Linked DNA regions of Hordeum vulgare: region 1 is linked to region 2. Evidence: chromatin contacts called from public HiChIP or PLAC-seq data. All regions are on one chromosome and are shown on one strand. The core of a region is the stretch at or near the end of the contact, and the rest is flanking DNA. Distances in the headings are between cores, read along the strand shown.

Region 1 (3,801 bases), core at 1,245-3,744, 500 kb before region 2:
TTTGCCCTGAAGTCAACAGGAATAATTCCTTGGCCAAACTTTTTATACTAGTACATTACCTAGTCGTATTGGATCCTAAAAAATTTCTGCCATTTTTTTATCCTTAAAAAAAATTAAATTGTTTTTTAATATAGGAGTGTGGAGCACCGGAGTGCTCCTAATCCACTCCCCCTGTGAGGTTAACTAAGTTGCGATCCGTATCCTACAACGACCATTTCTGATAACATTTCCAGTTTCACATTACAAATTTAGTATATCATCGATCGAACGAGATGTTTTCCTTGGTGGACTTCGGATAAACTAAAAGGGATGAAAATTAGTTCAAGTTCATGGAGCTGCACTAAATGTCTTGAGAGCTAGAAACGGGTATCCAATCCAAACAGAAGTATGCATATCAGATTCTGACAATTTCTCTGATATGGTTTTCATGCTCAGCCGGCCAAGACGTGAAGGGCACTACACTTAGTCGCTGGGAGCTCACAACATTCTTTTCAACACGCCAGTTAGTCCTTTTTACACACCAGTTAGTTGATCAGATGACAAAGATAACATCAGAAGAACAGCCCCTATCCTAATCATCGTCGAGCTACATATTGTCGAAGATTGTCGTGCTAGAGTGCCGATTTAATTTGACATACACCCTAATGTATGTTCAAAACCACTTTCGAAATGGATCTGAACGATTCTTCAGAGTTCAGAAGTGCTTGAACTGCACATATCTAACCTGCAAGTCTGATGAGAATTTTGAGTTACTTCCCCTGAACTTGTGGTATTGAATGTTCAATTTTGTCATGGGACTTGTGTGTGAACCTTCACAGCCCAATTGACTGCAAAAGCATAAATGACCTCGTGTAAAATGGAGTACATCCAAGATTGCTTGGAACTATGAATCTTCATGCATTCCATATTCAGAACCATATGTAGTTGCTACTGTTCCAAAATAAAATGTATAGTTTCTACTGAAAACCATATGACCAAACCTATACGTACCAGGTTTCTGTTTTCTGTGAGCAGCTCTTCAGACTGTTAACACAACAGGAACCAGCGCACCAACACCATTTTCTTTCAGTCTTTCTTGAGAAGAGAGGTTGAACATCTTAACTGCAGCACAATTTTGCGGCAGAACATGCTCTCGACGGACAAAAGAATTAACATTGCTCGATCAAACCAACATTACAAATTGAAGAGGAGTTAAAAACATCACGGAAGCAGCACGAATCCTTTGCTGCTACCCGCAAGAACTGCTCTCCTAATCGGCCAGTAACCATTTTTTTCTTGCTTCGGCGTCAGTTCCTCCAGAACAGGAAGGGCACCTTCACGTCGCACGACCTGGACACCACCTTGGCGCTGGCGGCGAGCCTGTCCACCGCCATGGCGCACCGCACCGTCACCGGCAGGGCCCACGTCCTCACGCCGCCGAGCTGCAGCCGCACGGGCACGGTGATGTCCACGTCGAACGGCACCGACTTGAGCCGCTCCGCCGCGGCCATCTGCCCGCGCTCGCGCTCCGAGAACCGTATCCCGGCGCCCTTGGCCCTCGCCACGAACACCGTCACGTTCCCGGGCGCCTGGTAGAAGGCCGGCCACGCGCCGTCCGCCAGGCTCACGCCCTCGTACGACACGGCGACGCGGCTCCCGGCGCTCTCGTAGTGCACGCCGACCTTGCCGTTGGCGCTGTTGTCGGCGCGGACGGTCGCGGCGAACCCCGGCGAGATCGCGCCGGGGGCCGAGGCGTTGCCGACGCCGGCGAGGCCCGACACGGCGAGGGACACGACCGAGTACGCCGGCTGCCTGGGCTTGAACGCGAGGTACACGGCCCCGACGGCGGCGGCGAGGAGGACGGCGAGGGAGAGGAGTGCGACGGCGAGGTAGAGGCACGCGCGGAGGCAGGAGCAGCCGGCGCGGCGCTTGGCGCGGCGGGTGTAGTGCTGGAAGAGGCGCGCGTTCTCCGGCGGCGGCACGCGGAAGACCTTGTCCTTGGGCACCTGCACCACGTACGTGCCGGGCTGCGGCGGCGGCGGCTTTTGGGGCGGCGGCGGCGGGATGGGCTTCTCGAAGTGGAAGCTGTAGAGCGGGCTGGAGGAGGGGTCGGAGGAGGAGTATGCGTACTCGCCGGAGAAGTCGGAGCTGGTGGCCGCCGGGTGGACGCGGCCGTCGTTCATCATCGGCCGCTCCTGCTCCTCACGGCGCGCGTGCGAATCAATCTGCAACATCAGCATCGTTGGCGCGACACTGTCAGTTTCTGTTGATGTGCTTTGGCACATTCCAAACTGGTAAGGCATGCATCGATCGCCACATTCACAATAATCGACAAACGTATCAAAAGTGCGAACAAAATCAGGCCAAGAACCACAACCGCGGCGGACCGGGCCGGAGATCGGGATGACGGCGACGCACCTTGTATGGCTGCCTGTGGTCGCCGGCGTTGTTTCTCCCTTGTTGCGGAGGAAGGAGGAGGAAACGTGCTGGGAGGTAATGACGGGAGAGAGAGAGAGAGAGAGAGAGACGAGGAGGGTCGGTGGCGAAGGCGGTTATATAGAGCGCGGCCGGCGGGTTTGTGAAGGCCGGCTGCTTGCTGTCGAAGGAGGGGGGCGGCGGACTGGACTGGACTGGAAACCGCGTGGCGGTCGCGGCTGCGGGTTTATGGAAGGTTTTGATTGACGTGGGAACAAAGGTGTGGAATCCATACTGGACTCACCGCATGCATGGCAAGGCATGCTGGCAAACGCAAACAGACAGCTGGGTCCATCGGCGTCCGGTGAATAGGGGTAGTTCGAGGGGACACGCATCGCATGGTGAACCCGGACCCAGAGGGGACACGCACCGCATGCATGGCAAGGCATGGAGTATCGTCACAACATGCACACACATTTCGCTTCGCTGTGCCAACGCGTCGTGTGTTGTATGCATTTCATGGTGACCAGAGCAGGCCGGCGGCGAGAACTGAGCCTAGCTTGGATGTTTGTGCTCAAAATCATCTTGTTCAATTTTTAAACTTGATATTTGCATCCGTCTTTCCGGACTGTACACCGGATATAACTTCATGAATCTTAAGGTGATGTATTGGATGTGTTTGAAAAAAAAGGCAGGCGGGCTTTCGGAGCGGCGGCAGCTGTTTCGCAATTGACAGCTAGCTCATGGCACGCGGCTGGGTGCAGTCGTGCACTGCACACGGGTGGGGCAGGCGGCGAGAACCAGCAGAGGCGGCGCGGGAGGGCACGCACACAGGTAGGCAACGCGACCCACGTGAATTAGCAGCAGCTTGGTCCAAAACGTCACGTCAGCTACAAGCTCTTGGAGCCGAAAATTAATTAATAGTGCTACTGGTGTAGTGCATAATCCAATATTTACGCAGTCAGTGGATAGATCAATAGAGTATCGTGGTCAGGAAGGCTCGTACCATGATGGTCCATGACCGAGTGATGCGTGCCCACGCTCGATCGCGCTGCCGGCGAGGCCGCGCCGCGTCTTCCTCATAGTCGTGCGTGGTACTACTCCACTGCTGCTAATTGAGAGACGAAACCAGTTTGCTCTTGTCCCAAGCCTAGTAGCCTACGAGAGATCGATTTTTGTTTAGGCTGGTCAAAATAGTGGGGGAGTAACTTAATATACTACTGTACTAGTCTATATTAACTGACGAGTCCTTCTTTGTAATTAACTTCAGTTTTCTATTTTTAATTACTAATTATCTAATTAACTTTTGGCATGGATCGCCAGAGCAACTCCATATTACCGACCCAAATAAACAGCGTTTTTGTTCGTTTTTTGTCCGTTTGGATCAACCGTCCACTCAACGCTCGT
Region 2 (3,743 bases), core at 25-2,524:
CAGTGAATCAGCGTGGCATCGCACTTACATGAGCGGCCATCCGAGCCCACTTGTTGCCCATCTTGGAGTGGAGCTGGATGATGAGCCTCTCCTCCTCGGGGGTGAAGGCCCCCTTCTTGAGGTTGGGCCTGAGGTGGTTCGCCCACCGGAGGCGGCAGCTCTTGCCGCACCGGAACAGCCCGGTGTTCTTCTGCACCGCGTTCCAGTTCCCCTCGCCGTGCTTCTTCACGTAGTCCACCAGGATGGCGTCCTCCGCGGACGTCCAGGGCCCCTTCTTCAGAGGCGGCCCGCCGCCCCTGTGAGGCGACCCTCCGCCGCTGCTGCCGTCGTCGCCCACCGGCGAGTCCATCTGGTCCTCCTGGTGCATCATCTCGCAGTCGCTCTCGCTCTTCACCCGGTACATCTCTCCGTCGATCGTGCCCTGAATTACCCCAGAAACAAAGAAAAAGAAAGAATTTTTTGTTAGATTACGAATTGACCACAACTAGTACCTTTTTTGTGGAGAAAATCGAGTTCTACCACTGCTCGAATCACACAGGACTGTTGGAATTATGCAATCAAACAGCACCAGAAGCCGATCAAACTTGTTTAGAAAATCACGAGAACAAAGCATGTATTTATTACGCGGCAACTCAAGAACCAGGAGAAGCCACCAGACTGGAATCACTTCCTTCCCAAATTCAGCAGGGCAGGGGCATTTAATACCCGGTTAAGAATTGAATTGAACATGTTTGAGCTCAAGCACAGCAGTTTTAGCCAAGGATTTAGGTGGGAAAAAGAGGAAAGGGTGTCCTCGCAATCGACAGATCAAACCACTAGACAAGCGGACAAAAAGGCGTAAACACCACTCCTCGTGCCCCCAGAATGGAAAATTCCCACGGGGCCGAAGAAAGAAAAAAGGCCAAGCACGCAATTCCAGCACCCGAGCAGACACGGATCAGCATCCCCGCGCCCACCCGAAAGGAACCCGGAATTCTGCGGGGAGAGGGGGGCTACCTGGCCGAATCTCGCTGCCGGCGGGTCGATCAGCTCGGGCTCCGGGGGCTGAGCTGGGGCGGAGCTGAGCTGCAGCTCCTCCTCCTCCTCGTCCCGGCTCGGCGGCGGGTCAGGGGAGTGGGGACAGGGGAGGAGGATCTCTTTCTCTCTCTCTCTCTCTGCCCTCAGCGGGATGCCGGCACCACTTGGGCACCAGTATGCGGAGAATTTTCAGGGAGGGAGAGAGAGTTTTGAGGGAGGAGGGAGAGGGAGGGGGAGGGTGCCTGCGGGAGTGGGGAGATTTGTGGGGGATTATAAAGCTGAAAGGTACAGGGAGCAACGCTATTGGGCACGCCCGCATGGCCGCCTATTTTCTCTCTCTCTCTCTCTCTCTCTCTCTCTCAGGCTAGAGAGAGAGAGAGGCCCTGTATTTTCGGCTCATCTCGCTTCAATTGCATGACTGCAATCTTTTATCTCTTCACATTCATTTATTATCTACTAGTGCAGTAGGAGTATATCTGATACTTGAGTATCTAAAAAACAGGTGAGATAAACCACTAAATGAAGTAAATATTGGGCACTAATACAAACTTAATTTTCACGTATAGATCTTACAAAAGAGGTGGAGTATAAAGTTGTGACTCCCGGATAAACAGTAAAATGGTAAAAAAAAAACTTAATTTTCTTACAACATATCTATGTGTGTCCATTTTTTGCGTGTGAAGTTAGACGAATAAACGACTTATGTTGTGATGTGAAAAAACAAACAAAATTTGATTTTAGTACGTGCCGCATGTTCTCTCCATGGATATTACATACATCCAAAATAAGGGCACGAAGAAATGCATGTCAATTTTCTTTTCCGTTTTTTATGTCAGTAAAATCATTTCGAACATACACGAAGCATAGTCTCGCGAAAAGCCATTTCCGAACATCCACTCACAAAATTCGTAGTGTAATCTCTCAGAAAAGACATTTTTCTAAAGTATTTATGCACTCAACAAATATGTTTTCTTAGCGTAATTGTCGAAGGAGACCACTACCACTTTGCATGCGACGTCAATAGCGCCTACCTACGCAGTCTTTGTTTTCTGTAGTAAGTAAGTATACGTCGAGAGAACAGTGGATGAGAAGAAGGCCATTTGTTACCGGGTGTTCTGTGGTTGGTTTGCAAGAAAGAGACGCGGCCGGTGGTAGAGACAAGGTAGTACATGGATGTAACTAGACACAAAAACTAGGCCCAACTTGGGTTAAAACTTAGTAAAAGCTAGAGATGCATTGCCATCTTGGGTATCTCCGTGCATCTCCCGCTTACTGTTTATGTATGGGATCCGATTCCGCCACCGCTTTCGTCTTATTTGTCAGCTCTAGCTCTTTTACCCTCCCTCCTTCCAGCTCTTTGCCTGTGAGTAATCTAATCCAATTTTCTAATCCCCACTTTCTCTCTCTAAACCTGCAAGCATATTCCAGCAGTTTGTCCCTATTGTCCTGCGCGATCATGGTACAGAACGTTAAAGAAATTTAAAGTGGACAAGTCACCATCGCGAATTAATTGTTAAATTATACCGGCGTACTGCCGTGATCCGAGTATGATTAATTAACTGGCCTGTGAACAAGAATATGCAGTTCTCAGTGGACGACAAGTCAAGAATCAAGCTATGCATGCATGCGGTGCAATTAAAGTAAATAGAGCTTTGGTTCACTGGTTGAACATGGGGTTGAATGACTTAAGAGCATCTCTAACATCACGTCGACGAAGTGCATCGGCGGCGCTAGCCACAGCGCGTATTCGCGTTCGGTGTCGGGAAAGTTGAGGTCCCGCCGCGGTCGGCCGAATCGTATCGCCGCCGCGTCGTACGCGCGTGCGGCGAGCTCGGCGGAGTCGAATGTCCCTATCCACCACGGAACTCTGTCAGCGGTGATCTCCGCCGCGAATCGGCCGGAGGGGCGCTCCCGCACGCCAAAGAAGCCGGAGCTCGGGCGGCGGCGCGGTGCCATGGCGGAAAAGGGGGAACGGCGGCGGCGGGGGGCGATTGGGGGCAGGGGCGGCGATTGGGGGGAGGGGAACGGCGGCGGGTGGTTGGCGCGGCGGGAGGTGGACGGGCGGCGGTGAATTTGGTGCGGCAGCGCGCGGCTGGGGTGAGGATTTATTGGTGCGCGGCGGGGCGGGAAGCTTCCGGTGATAGCTGGACGCGCGCTCGCGTGGCTAAAAAATATGGGGAGTTGGCTAGCTGCCCCATATTTACAACACTTGGGCAAAGTATAGATCACTGCCCTAAATTTTTTTGGCCAAATGCCCAAGATAGGGCAGCTGTTGGAGACCGTTTTTTGCCCTATATGACAGGTTTTTTGCAACACTGCACTATATAGGGCAGCTGTTAGAGATGCTCTAACGACCCGAATTTAATTTCTAGAATTGAGAGATGATGCATAGAAGTTTTTTCTTATTTATTGAGAATCAAATTTAATGTGTGATGCAACCACTCATCACAAAATATCTTGATACTCATTTTAAAAAATTCTAAAAACCATGTTTATCTGGGTACTCATACTAAAATGGTTGTATGCATCTCTAGTTGGTCCACAGGATGGAAAGTGAAAATATCGCCCATATAAAGGATAGAAGTCAAAAGTAGCCCCGCGTCGCCCCCCGCCGTAGATCCCGTGCCTCCCTCTGTCGTCGCTGGAGGAAGCCATCGGGCAAAGCCTGGTGGCCGACGGCGGTGACGGTGGCTCCCTCCCCTCCCACGGAAGTTTGGGTGATGCGG

What was found. HiChIP or PLAC-seq counts read pairs in DNA pulled down with a chosen protein or histone mark.
Region 1: an H3K4me3 HiChIP or PLAC-seq map of embryo shows a contact between it and region 2, with 9 times the contacts expected there. The contact joins the promoter of LOC123440396 here to the promoter of LOC123444670 in region 2. A contact is called at or near these places in 1 of 6 Hi-C or Micro-C datasets (seedling) and 1 of 1 datasets of contacts at active chromatin or transcription factors (embryo).

The regions. Positions count from the first base shown.
Region 1 is chr3H:522,825,242-522,829,042 of MorexV3_pseudomolecules_assembly, reverse strand. It overlaps LOC123440396 (NDR1/HIN1-like protein 13), which reads right to left and starts at 2,494. Exons shown (of 2, transcript XM_045116967.1): 1 at 2,398-2,494; 2 at 1,133-2,204. The coding sequence starts at 2,165. The coding sequence ends at 1,287.
Region 2 is chr3H:522,320,333-522,324,075 of MorexV3_pseudomolecules_assembly, reverse strand. It overlaps LOC123444670 (transcription factor GAMYB), which reads right to left and starts at 1,274. Exons shown (of 4, transcript XM_045121462.1): 1 at 997-1,274; 2 at 29-421. The coding sequence starts at 403.